2 separate regions of the Mus musculus genome follow, and region 2 is linked to region 1. The links are chromatin contacts, called in public Hi-C maps. All regions are on one chromosome and are shown on one strand. The core of a region is the stretch at or near the end of the contact, and the rest is flanking DNA. Distances in the headings are between cores, read along the strand shown.

The links. A called contact is a pair of places that touch in the nucleus more often than the background predicts.
Region 2: a Hi-C map of the N1E-115 cell line shows a contact between it and region 1, with 6 times the contacts expected there. The contact joins two enhancer-like sites. A contact is called at or near these places in 4 of 39 promoter capture datasets (the 3T3-L1 cell line, embryonic stem cells, hippocampal neurons and 1 more), 1 of 15 datasets of contacts at CTCF or cohesin (embryonic stem cells) and 6 of 484 Hi-C or Micro-C datasets (the N1E-115 cell line, cerebellum, cortical neurons and 2 more).

Annotation. Positions count from the first base shown.
Region 1 is chr15:85,149,073-85,154,288 of GRCm38.p6, forward strand. Gm19277 (predicted gene, 19277) reads right to left here. Exons shown (of 3, transcript NR_040360.1): 2 at 2,821-2,927; 3 at 182-1,082. Among named protein-coding and RNA genes, the nearest start is that of Gm19277, 4.5 kb to the right of the region's middle. Within about 2 kb of position 2,784, at least 22 of the 459 cell types and tissues checked have an H3K27ac peak or open chromatin away from gene starts, as enhancers often do. A contact at or near this core is called in the N1E-115 cell line, where this site is marked.
Region 2 is chr15:85,314,388-85,319,603 of GRCm38.p6, forward strand. No RefSeq gene overlaps it. Among named protein-coding and RNA genes, the nearest start is that of Gm34337, 4.1 kb to the left of the region's middle. Within about 2 kb of position 2,559, at least 7 of the 459 cell types and tissues checked have an H3K27ac peak or open chromatin away from gene starts, as enhancers often do. A contact at or near this core is called in the N1E-115 cell line, where this site is marked.

The DNA.
Region 1 (5,216 bases), core at 1,534-4,033:
TTTTCTTTCTTTTCTTATTTTTCTATTTCTTGTCTATTTGAGGGGGGGGACACAAGGGTGGGCGGGTGGATCTGGAGGAATGGGAAGCGAGGTGAGTGTATCAGGGTACATTGTATGAAGTTTCCAAATAATTAATAAAAATATTGTGGTGGGAGAAAATAATAGCTGCATGTGAGATTTTGATTTTTTTTCCTTTTTTAATTGGATAAACATGAGATTTTGTGGCTTTTAAAGTTAAACATTGTTGAAAGGATGTAATAAGATTAAGCAAAATTTACAAAGTGGAAAAGCCTATGGACCCATTTACCTATTTTCCTTAGGTTCCTTATGCAAATAAAATTGTAAGGAGGCTTTGCAGGGTACATTGTTGGGGTGTAGGCAGGAGAGAGGTTTGAGGGGACCGAACTCAGAGATCTCAAACATTCGGGCTCTGAGCAAGCCAAGCCTACTATACTGTGTTTTGCATCCTGCTGAAGACATCTCTTAGAAAAGAACATTGCCTCTGAATGCAGAATTCTCAGTGGTTGTTTAAAATCTTTGACACTCAGCAGGAAACACCAACGAGATGCTGAATGAGGGGCGCTGTTCCCGTCTCAACATCCCTGTAGTATCCCATGTCTCTCTGGGCTGCCTTGGAGTGGCCCTTGAGGCTACACACCCACAAGCACACTCCTCTGCGGTCCCAGAACACCGTAGATTTATTCATAGAAGTGAGAGAAGTCCTCAGCAGAAAACCTGATGTGATAGTCTCAAGTTAGTTTTGCGAGGGCAAGGGGCTGACTGGAAAAGCGCCTGATGGTGCCAATCAGACACGAATAGAAGTTGGTCCTGGAAGAAAGCAGGCACGACTCCGTACCCACAGCATTCCTAAGATTCATTCTCCACATTAAACCATAAGAAGACTCGTGGGAGGGCATTAAACACAAGAGACCTGGCCCCTGTGGGTAACCGCTAGTGGAAGCGGCCATCTGCACTTGGATCTCCAGGAACTTCAGGTGATGCAGCTCTCAGATGCCACAGTTTTGAAAGTGCCAGCGTCTTAGGCTCCTAGCTTCGACGGGTGACCATCCTAGACTCTGTTGCTATACACAACAGAAAATGATCATATAAGTTAAAAACTATTTCCAGTGTGGCAACAGCTCAGGACTACAGCCTCTGGGAGAGAAACAGGTGAGCTGCCTGAGCTTCTGGGAGTCCTCCCTGCAGATGCAGTGCTCTGGTAGATGGAGGGGCTGCACACTGGCTGTGGGTGGAGACTTGGGTAGGACACACCAGCCTCCCTGAGTTCAGAAATAGCTGGGGCAGAGATACCACATGACCCAGCAATCTTACCCTTCAGTAGTACTCCAGAGAACTTGAATGTCCACAGAAACACTATATGCCCATCTGTCGAATGGATCAACAAATGTGTCATCTCTATACAGTGATCATTCAGCCATAGAAAGAAATGAGATGCCGACAGAACACACAGATCATGCATGGTTTAGAAAAGATGCCAAGGGCAGAAGAAGCCTGTCACAAAAGGCCACACACAGTAGGACTGCATTTTCTTTCATGTAGGACATGTCCAGAATAGATCTTTCGAGACGAAGCAGGTTATACTTTTGCTAGGGACAGGCTGGAGTGGTAGCAAAAGGGTAGAGAGTTCCTCCAGGTGCTGAGAATGTTGTAGACTTAGTTCTGATGGCTGGAGAACACTGAATATACCAAAACCCTTGGAAATGCACAAGGTCAGAGGATGGATAATATGAGGAAGTAACAGCCAAAATGCAACTGGGAAAGGGACCTTTTCAAAGCAGTTGTGTGCTTACCCTGGGGGTCAGAAAAGGAATGAAAATGTATGTCCATAAAATGACAGTTACAGGAGGTTATTAAGGAGGTTTTATGTTGAGGGGGGCTCCCCTTCTCAAAGGAAAAGGGAAGGGAGGAATGGGAGAGGATCTCCATGAGGGGATAGTGAGGGGGGGGGGCTGGTGTTAGGATGCAAAGTGAGTAAATTTAATTTAAAAAAAATGACTGTTACAGAAATGGCCACAATGTGTCGATCTTGTTATATTCCCACACTCAGTCCACCCCAGTGTTTTCCAACAGGTAACAAAGTACACATCTGTGTTGTATTCCTAATATCACAAGAAATAAAATTGTTGATAAACTCCACTAAAAGGTAGAGACAGAAACTGTGAGCAGAAACACCATACTGGATATGAAAGACATACAACACGAGATTCTCCATGTTTGAAGTTCCAGAACCAGCAAAAATAGTCTCTCCCTTAGGGAGTCAGAGGGATGACTGTAGAGAAATGGGAGGCTACTTGCTAGAAGTGGAGGAAATATACAGATAAAAACCATTTACCCCCTTCCACTGGTACCAGGAGGACCCCTAACAAACCCAGACAATCAGTGTACAGCCAGCTCTTGTTGCTGGCAGCCATTGCCACATCCAACCAGCAGGTGGCGACCCTGGCTTGCCTCTCAAACCTCCACTCAGCCCTGGCCACCTTGTTCCCACTAGCGCCACAGTCTCTGCAAACAGAGGAGGCCAAGAGGGAAGGTCATTTTGATAACCTGAGCAACAGATACTCTCCGTGTCAGTGCGATGAAACAATAGGTCTAGACACTGTCCCGTGAGCAGCAGTCGTTAGCTTGGCTCCAGGCAGAGCATGGGGAGGGGCTGGGTTCTGTTGAAGATGATGAGATGTAAAAAGGGTGTAGGAGGATGGGAGCCAAGCAGGGAGTGGACAGCTCATGCGCATAGTGGGGCTTCGTCTCGGATTGCTCCCCACGCCCCAGAGACGTCTAGGGCTCTTCCCTAACCATTACCTTCAGGCACACGCTGGCAAACCGTGGAGCCCATGGCCTCTGTCAGATCTGTCAACGTCAGTCTTTCCAAGTCCGTGTCTGTAGCGCTGCCCTCTTTGTTCTCTTCTCTAAATGAGGTGAATGAGAAAAAGAAAATGGACATGACCGTTCTTAGGTAGGGTGGAGGAGAAAGTTTATTGTAGGTACAAAGGGAGAGCATAGTTAGAGGCAGACATGTCTGGGAGAGTCCAGAGCTGTCATGACCTTGGGCCATTTGAAGAGAGGGGCCAGGGGAGGGAAAGGTAGAGAGGGGAACCAGGTGCAGCAGCCAGGAGGTACAAAAGGGGACAGGTAATCAAAATGTCTGGATTATATAGGGAAGAGCCTCTGGGGAAGGGAAGCCCAGACCCTGGGCTGGAGCGTTCAGGGTAGAGAACAGGGTAGGACTAAGGGATGCTGGGAGAACCTGGAGGGCAGGTCTGATTTGATATGTTAAATAGGTTCCTCAGCTGTTTGTCCTGGGCTTGAAACTCAACTTGAAGGAGATCAGCATTTAGTATGGCCATGACATGGGGCAGTCATTCTAGAAAATGCCCCAAACTCTCTTTTCCATGGTGTCAGAGACACTCCCAACTCCTCTAGCCACGATTTGGGGGCCAGAACGCTCCAGAGAATTTCTTATTGAAGAAAGAAAATCGCAGCTAGGGCTATCTCCTCCATACCAGACTAGTTTCTGAATTAGTTCCCACCTAGGACTTAGTTTCACAGTATAGCTCTGTTGACAAGATGTCCAGACAGAATCTCGGGCAGGACTCTCAGTGTTTGGATCTGCCAAACACTGAGAACAAGAATAGAAGCCAGACAGTCACCACTAAATCTCTTATTTAAGATCACTCAGTGTCCTTGGCTGGCTTCTCTGGGATGAGGTCCAGAGTGGCCCACTAACTGGTCCAATGTTCAGTCTCAACTCAAGTTCACGACCAGCAAGTCTTAGTAGCCAGAGTCATCTGTTTAGATGGGCAGTCTGCAGGCCCCATCTCCAGCCTCATCCTCTCCAGGGGAGAGTTGTGTGGGTCCGAGTTTAATCCCATAGGGAAGGGGCAGTGGGCTTGCAGCTATGGAGCCCTGTACCATGCTGGTCCAGTGCTATTATCTTATTAAAATCTTCACTGTCCTTTAGCACACATTCCTTGTCCCAGAGGAAGACCAGAGTCTTAGAAAGTTGAACTAGCTTTCCAAAGTCCTCAGGGCCAGGTGAAGGTGAAGTCAGGCATTGGATCCAATTCTGATCCCAAAGCCACCTCCCACAGAATAGAAGGCTCACAGGTGAGCATTAGCAGAGTCCCTATAGAAAGGCAGGCACTCAGCAAAAACTGGCAGGAGAGCTAGGGGCTGGTGCAGGGGTGAAAGGGTCTACCCGAGTGCAACCCCTGGAACCTACAGTGGAAACAAGAACCAACTCTCGGAAGTTGTCCTCTCTCACACATGCACACACATACACACACCACACTACACTACACATACACCACATTACACACATAAGTATACACACTCACCATTACACACACACCACACATACACACACCACACTACACACATACGTACACACACATACCACACACACACACACACACCACACACACACTCTTGGAATATTGAATATATTTTTTTTTAATCTGACATAAGAAGGCTCAGTAATGTGCTTGCATAAGCATGAGAACCTAAGGTGAGTTCAGTCACCAGACCCACATAAAAATTGTCCCACACACCTGTAATCCCAGTATTGGGGGAGTGCAGACAGGAGGTTCCCTGGACTCACCTGGCCAGCCAACCTACCCTACTTGAGAAGCTCCAGGCCAGTGAGAGACTCTGTCTTAAAAAAAAGATAGAGCTTGGCATGGTGGTACATGACTTTAATCTCAGCACTGAATAGACAGATTTCTGTGAGTTCAAGGCCAGCCTGTTCTACAGAGCAAACTCCAGGCCAGCCAGGACTACACAGTGAAACCCTGCAAATACATATACACACATACATACACACACATATACACACACACATACACACATACATACATACATACACACATACGTACATACATACATACGTACATTCATGCATATATACACATATACATAAAACAAAGCAAGGTCAAGAGCTATTGAAGAAGAAGACACCAAAGACCTCTAGCCTCTATATGCATGTGCACACATGCACAATCAGACACATGATCTGAAATGGGTTAAGTTACTTTATTGGAACAAGAAAAAGCCTCTAGAAACAGGTATGGCTAAGATACTTCACAGACCTCCATTCTCTCTGTGCACTGGCCATACTTTGAGCCAGGAAAAAAGGAAGATTTACACAGAAACAAGTTCATCGTGATCAGTCAGTAACCTGTGATTGGCTGTAATTCAAG
Region 2 (5,216 bases), core at 1,309-3,808, 170 kb after region 1:
TCCATACCTCTGAAGCAAGCTTCCTTGGGGACCCTTTGGAAACATCACACACAAAAAGCCGGTGGAAAGCAGGCAGAGTGGCCTGACTTCTCTGAGCAGCCCGGGGTTAAAATTGCAAGCTCGTTTTGCCAGAGATAACCAGTGGTGCTCTCAGCCGCCTAAGTGGCAGGAGCCGGTTTGATCTCTGCAGCAGATTGCTCAGCAGAAGTTAAGCAGTTGGGTTTTTTTTCAACAATGTCTCCATATCATGAAACTTCCTAAAAATCTTCAAGGGGGAAACCTGAGCTGGCCCAAAGCCAGCCCGAGTGTCACCAGGACAAAGCATCCCTTCCAAGATATAATTAGGGGCGCTAGGCCTTTCATATTTGACTTGACAAGAGTATTTTTCTCTTTGTTCTGCCTGCTACTCGGGGCTTTAGCAAGCCTTTACCGTTTCTTTGTTAAAAGGGATAGCTGGGGGGGAACGTTATATAATAATCATCGTTTAAAATCAAATCCGCTCAATACAAATGTGTACGTGTAAAGGATGATACTGGTTTTGCGGTGTGATGTGTGTCTCTTAACTGGACCCAAGTTCTTTGCCCAGAAACACCGAGGGAGGATGGATTGACCGTAAGAAGCCCAGGATAGCCAGGTAGCTGCTGAGTCAAAACTGCAGTCAGAGCTGTAGGTAGACAGATATGGTACTGTGGTCCTATAACAGACTAAGGAAGCAGATTTCTAGAAGGGTCCTGGTTCCTGAGACAGCTAGGATTCTCCCTGGTGACCTTGGCACGGCTGGTGTGTGGGCCTTGACATTGAATCACCTGCTTCTTCTCACTAGGGGTCAGCAGCGGCTTCCCTCCACCAGGTGTGACGGCCCAGAAGGTCTTCTTCAGACATTGTCAAGGGTTGTCCAGGGTAAAATTGGCCTGGTTTAGAGATCCCACCCTAAAGAATGAGGAGGCAGGGACACTTAGCCGTGTTTGCCAAGGAATGAGAAAGCCCTTCTTAGGGGCTGCATGAAAAACAGAAGTCGGCGCAAAAACAAACGGGATACCACAGAAGAGAAGCCGACTTTGAGAAGGAGCAGGGAGACATTCCTAGCCCAGACTTTTGTGGTTAGCTCGAACTAGAATCTTTTCTCTGTGAGCACTACCGCCAGCACAATCCGGAGCTGAGAGCTGGGCTTTCGGATGGCTGTGAATCTCTGCTAGGAGTAGAGAAAGGGGTGTGTGTGGTGGTGGTCTGGGGGCTGGCAGAGGGAGAAAATCCACAGAGAATTATGGGGCAGAACTCCCTCTCCCTCTCCCTCTCCCCCTCCCCCTCCTCTCCCCTTCTCCCTCCCCTCCACCTCCCCGCCCCCTCTCTCTCCACTTCTCGATGGACCCTAGAGACTTCCAACCAGTGTCTGGGACTTGACGTGGACCCAGAGACCTACACAAAGCATTTCCCCTGATGGCCACCAGGTGGCACTCTGTGGCCTCCAATGGCTGCTTGTTGTGCTCCGGGCAGTGTGTAGCTTTCTTCAGATTGGTAGTTTATTTTTATTTTTATTTTTATTTTGAGCTGCCTCCAGCACATTTCGGAATTCTCCATTGCAGACAGTCATGCTTCTGTCTGTCTTCCCTGCTTGGTCTCCCCAGCAGGTTTTCCCTTCTTTGGGGGACCCCTTTCCCTGTAACATGTTCACTTTACAATGATGCTACCTCCGAGGTAGAAAACACCTAGCATTCCTTAGAAAGGACCCACTCTGAGCCTCTGAGACAGAAGAGGAGGCCTGGTGCTGCTCTGGGCTCTTGTGGCCTCCTTGTGTCCCTGCCACAGGGAAAAAAAAAGTGTCTCAGCTCCTGATCTCCAGGTGTGGTACCTGCCAACCACCTCTGCCTGCCTGCCTTGGTCTGTCATGCCTTCTAGGTTGACACCCCGAGTCTCTGCAACCTCTGTATTCCCTGAAGACAGCAGAGTGCAAAATGTTTTGGCTAAATGTCATTGAACAGAGCAAAGTAAACAGATGACAGAGATAAGAAAATATTCAAAACTAGAGTGGCTGTGACCATAAAAGAAACAAGGTGTTGTAATGCCCAAGATGATAAAGTCAGACTGGGTGCAGGAGCTGCCTGGAGAGGCTGGGGGGCAGTGTCGATTTACACTGTGGCACAGGCTTTGTCGTGGCACAGGCTTTGTCGGGGCACAGGGGAAAGACACAGGACACTCTGGTGCAGGGCAAGGCGTGCACTGTCGCTTGGAGGCAGAGACAAGAGACGCCAGTGTGGAGCAAAGGCCTCTTGGCTCTAGGGGAGTAGCTGGGGACTCCAATCCCCTCCCCATCCAGTCTGCTTCCGTTCATCCCGGGTCATGTACAAACATCTCTCCCAGAAGTCTCAAGGGGGGACGAGGAGGGGCAACCCATCAATTACTTAACATTGTTTATCTGGGGTGCTGTCTGTGTGGTGTTGGCTATGCGTGTGAAAAGAGAAACAATGAAAAACCAAGTTGGAAAGCACCCGAAGATGGGGATAGTCATTCTGGGCTGGCGTTCATCCTTGGGGGAGTCTAGACAAGGCCACTGAGTCATGTCACTCTCCTAAGGTGGCAGAGGACAGAGATGACCATGTAGTTGGTGGCAGTGGGGTGGGGAAACCTGTGGTAATGACAGTGGCTAACATATGAAACACTAGCCTCATGGCAAACACGTCACAGAACGTGTCTGCCCCTCCCCCTCCCACTGAGGGGGACACTGACCACTGTCCATCTGTACCTCTTAAAGCCAGACAGGGCCTGTCAGGGATGTGCCTGGGACACAGGATTGGGCAGTGCTCCAGGCAAAGATGCCAGTGCTTGAAGGTGGGGCCCTGCTCAGCCACTTGGATGGGCTGAATGGCAGGAGTGAGGCAGCCTCTGAGGGAGAGTTTGCTCCTCGAGCCCAGCTTGGAGGTTCCACGTGGGCAGGATATTTGTTGTAAGAAGCTGGGACAGACAGACAGGGTGGTGCATATCTGTAATCCCAGAGGCAGGGGACCCCAAGTTCCAGACTGCTTGGGCTGCATAATGAGAATCTGTCTTAGGAAGGAGAAGAGGAGGAGGGAGAGGAGGAGAAGAAAGAGGAAGAGGAGGAGAAGGAAGAGGAGGAAGAGGAGGAAGAGGAGGAGGAGGAAGAGGAGGAGGAGGAAGAGGAGGAGGAGGGAGAGGAGGGAGAGGAGGGGAAAGAGGAGAGGAAGAGGAGGGGGAAGATGAGGGGGAAGAGAAGGAGAAGGAGTAGGGAGGGATGGAGAAAAGAGAGATAAGGAAGGATAGGGGAGGAGGGAGAAGGAGACAAAGAGGAAATCACACTGGTTATCGTGGAAATTGTAGGGAAAGAGAAAGAGATGGTGTATATTAACTTTCCCCAAGAGTGAATCTCCTCATCCATGGAGCCTTTTAAGAAGTTTATTTCTGCCGGACGGTGGTGGCGCACACCTTTAATCCCAGCACACCGGAGGCAGAGGCAGGCGGATTTCTGAGTTCGAGGCCAGCCTGGTCTACAAAGTGAGTTTCAGGACAGCCAGGGCTATAGAGAGAAACCCTGTCTTGAAAAACAGAAGAAGAAGAAGAAGAAGAAGAAGAAGAAGAAGAAGAAGAAGAAGAAGAAGAAGAAGAAGAAGAGGAAGAAGAAGAAGAAGAGGAAGAAGAAGAAGAAGAAGAGGAAGAAGTAGTTTATTTCTTCTCCCGACAGCCTTGTAGCAGGCAAAGCAGATGTCAGTACCATTTGACAAGTGAGAAACTGAGTCCCAGGAACAACTCAAGACTGGTTTGGCTCCAGCTCAGAGCCTCCTCCCCCACCTGTTGCCCTGTGGGGAAGGCTCGGTGGGGACCTATTTGACTAGAGCAGAGCAAGCAGGGATGCTCAGTGTTGCCTTCTGAGGTTTCATTGGCCCAAAGTCAAGGGCCTGAAAGTATTAAGTGGAGAATTCCAGAAACAAACAATTACTGAGTTTTAAATTGCACAACATGTCAAATAGCGTGATGACTTGTTACCACTCAACTCTGGGCAGCCTGCTAAGGGAATCATCCTGGTATACAGTGTATCTGTGCTGTATGGTATACAGTGTATCTGTGCTGTATGGTATACAGTGTATCTGTGCTGTATGGTATACAGTGTATCTGTGCTGTATGGTATACAATGTATCCACACTCTATGTGTTACCTTTCCCTTAGTTCCTCAGAAGGCTTCTCTGTTATCCTAGCAGCCCCTTCCCTTTCACAATGCCTGTTAGAGTAGCCTGTAGATATGGTCCAGCACCATGCTAATGCCTAAGTCATTGTCACTCTGTCTTCTGATATAGGCATTGTATCATCTCACAGCATAGCAACTGTATGTAGATTGATATAGTATAATAACATATTTTGTGAGAAAGTTCATAATTACATAATTTTATTATAGCAAATTGTTGTAATTTGTTCTTTTTTTTTTTTTTTCTTTTTTTTTTTTTGTCAAAGCAGGGCCTTGCTGCATAGTTCTGGTTATTGTGGAACTCACTACATAGATACACTGGACTCACACTGTGGCAATCCTCCTGCCTCCGCATCCTCAGTACTGGTATTACAGGCACATGCCATCATACTTGATTTTTTAAAAAAATTTTATTGTTGGTAATTCCTTACCGTATTATAAGCTTTATCAAAGGTACATGTATATTATATATGTAGATAGACACACACATATAGAAGGATAGTATGGAATGGAGGGTTGGTACTGATTGTGGCCTCAAACATTTGCTGGGGGGGGGCATGGTACATCTCTTACAGATAAGAATGGCTATAGCATCTGCTGTATTGTATGCCAGGCATAGTAACAATGGCTAATTTCAACCAGTATTGCTAATGACCCATTAGGTACTGTTTTCTTTGCTTAATTGATGCTGAGAGATATGACTTTCCCAGGCTCCCTACCCCTCCCCACCCTACCCTCTATGAGTGGCAGAGCCAGGCTGGAAACCATTTGTGTGTGACTGCAGAACTGTGTGCTTCTGTTTGCTCTGAGGGGTCCTGCCAGCCTGTTCGGGTGACTTCTGTCAATCAAATGTTTCTTTACCTTCTCTGGTTAGGTGTGTGATGTCACTTCCTGGAGGCAGATTTCCCCTTTGAATGTTTAGGAATGGCGTGGACATAGGCTGGAGCCAGTTCAGTGGTGAGCACTGAACCAGTGTGCATAGGCACTGGAGGTGGGTGGGAAGGAGAAAGAAGATACTGTTATG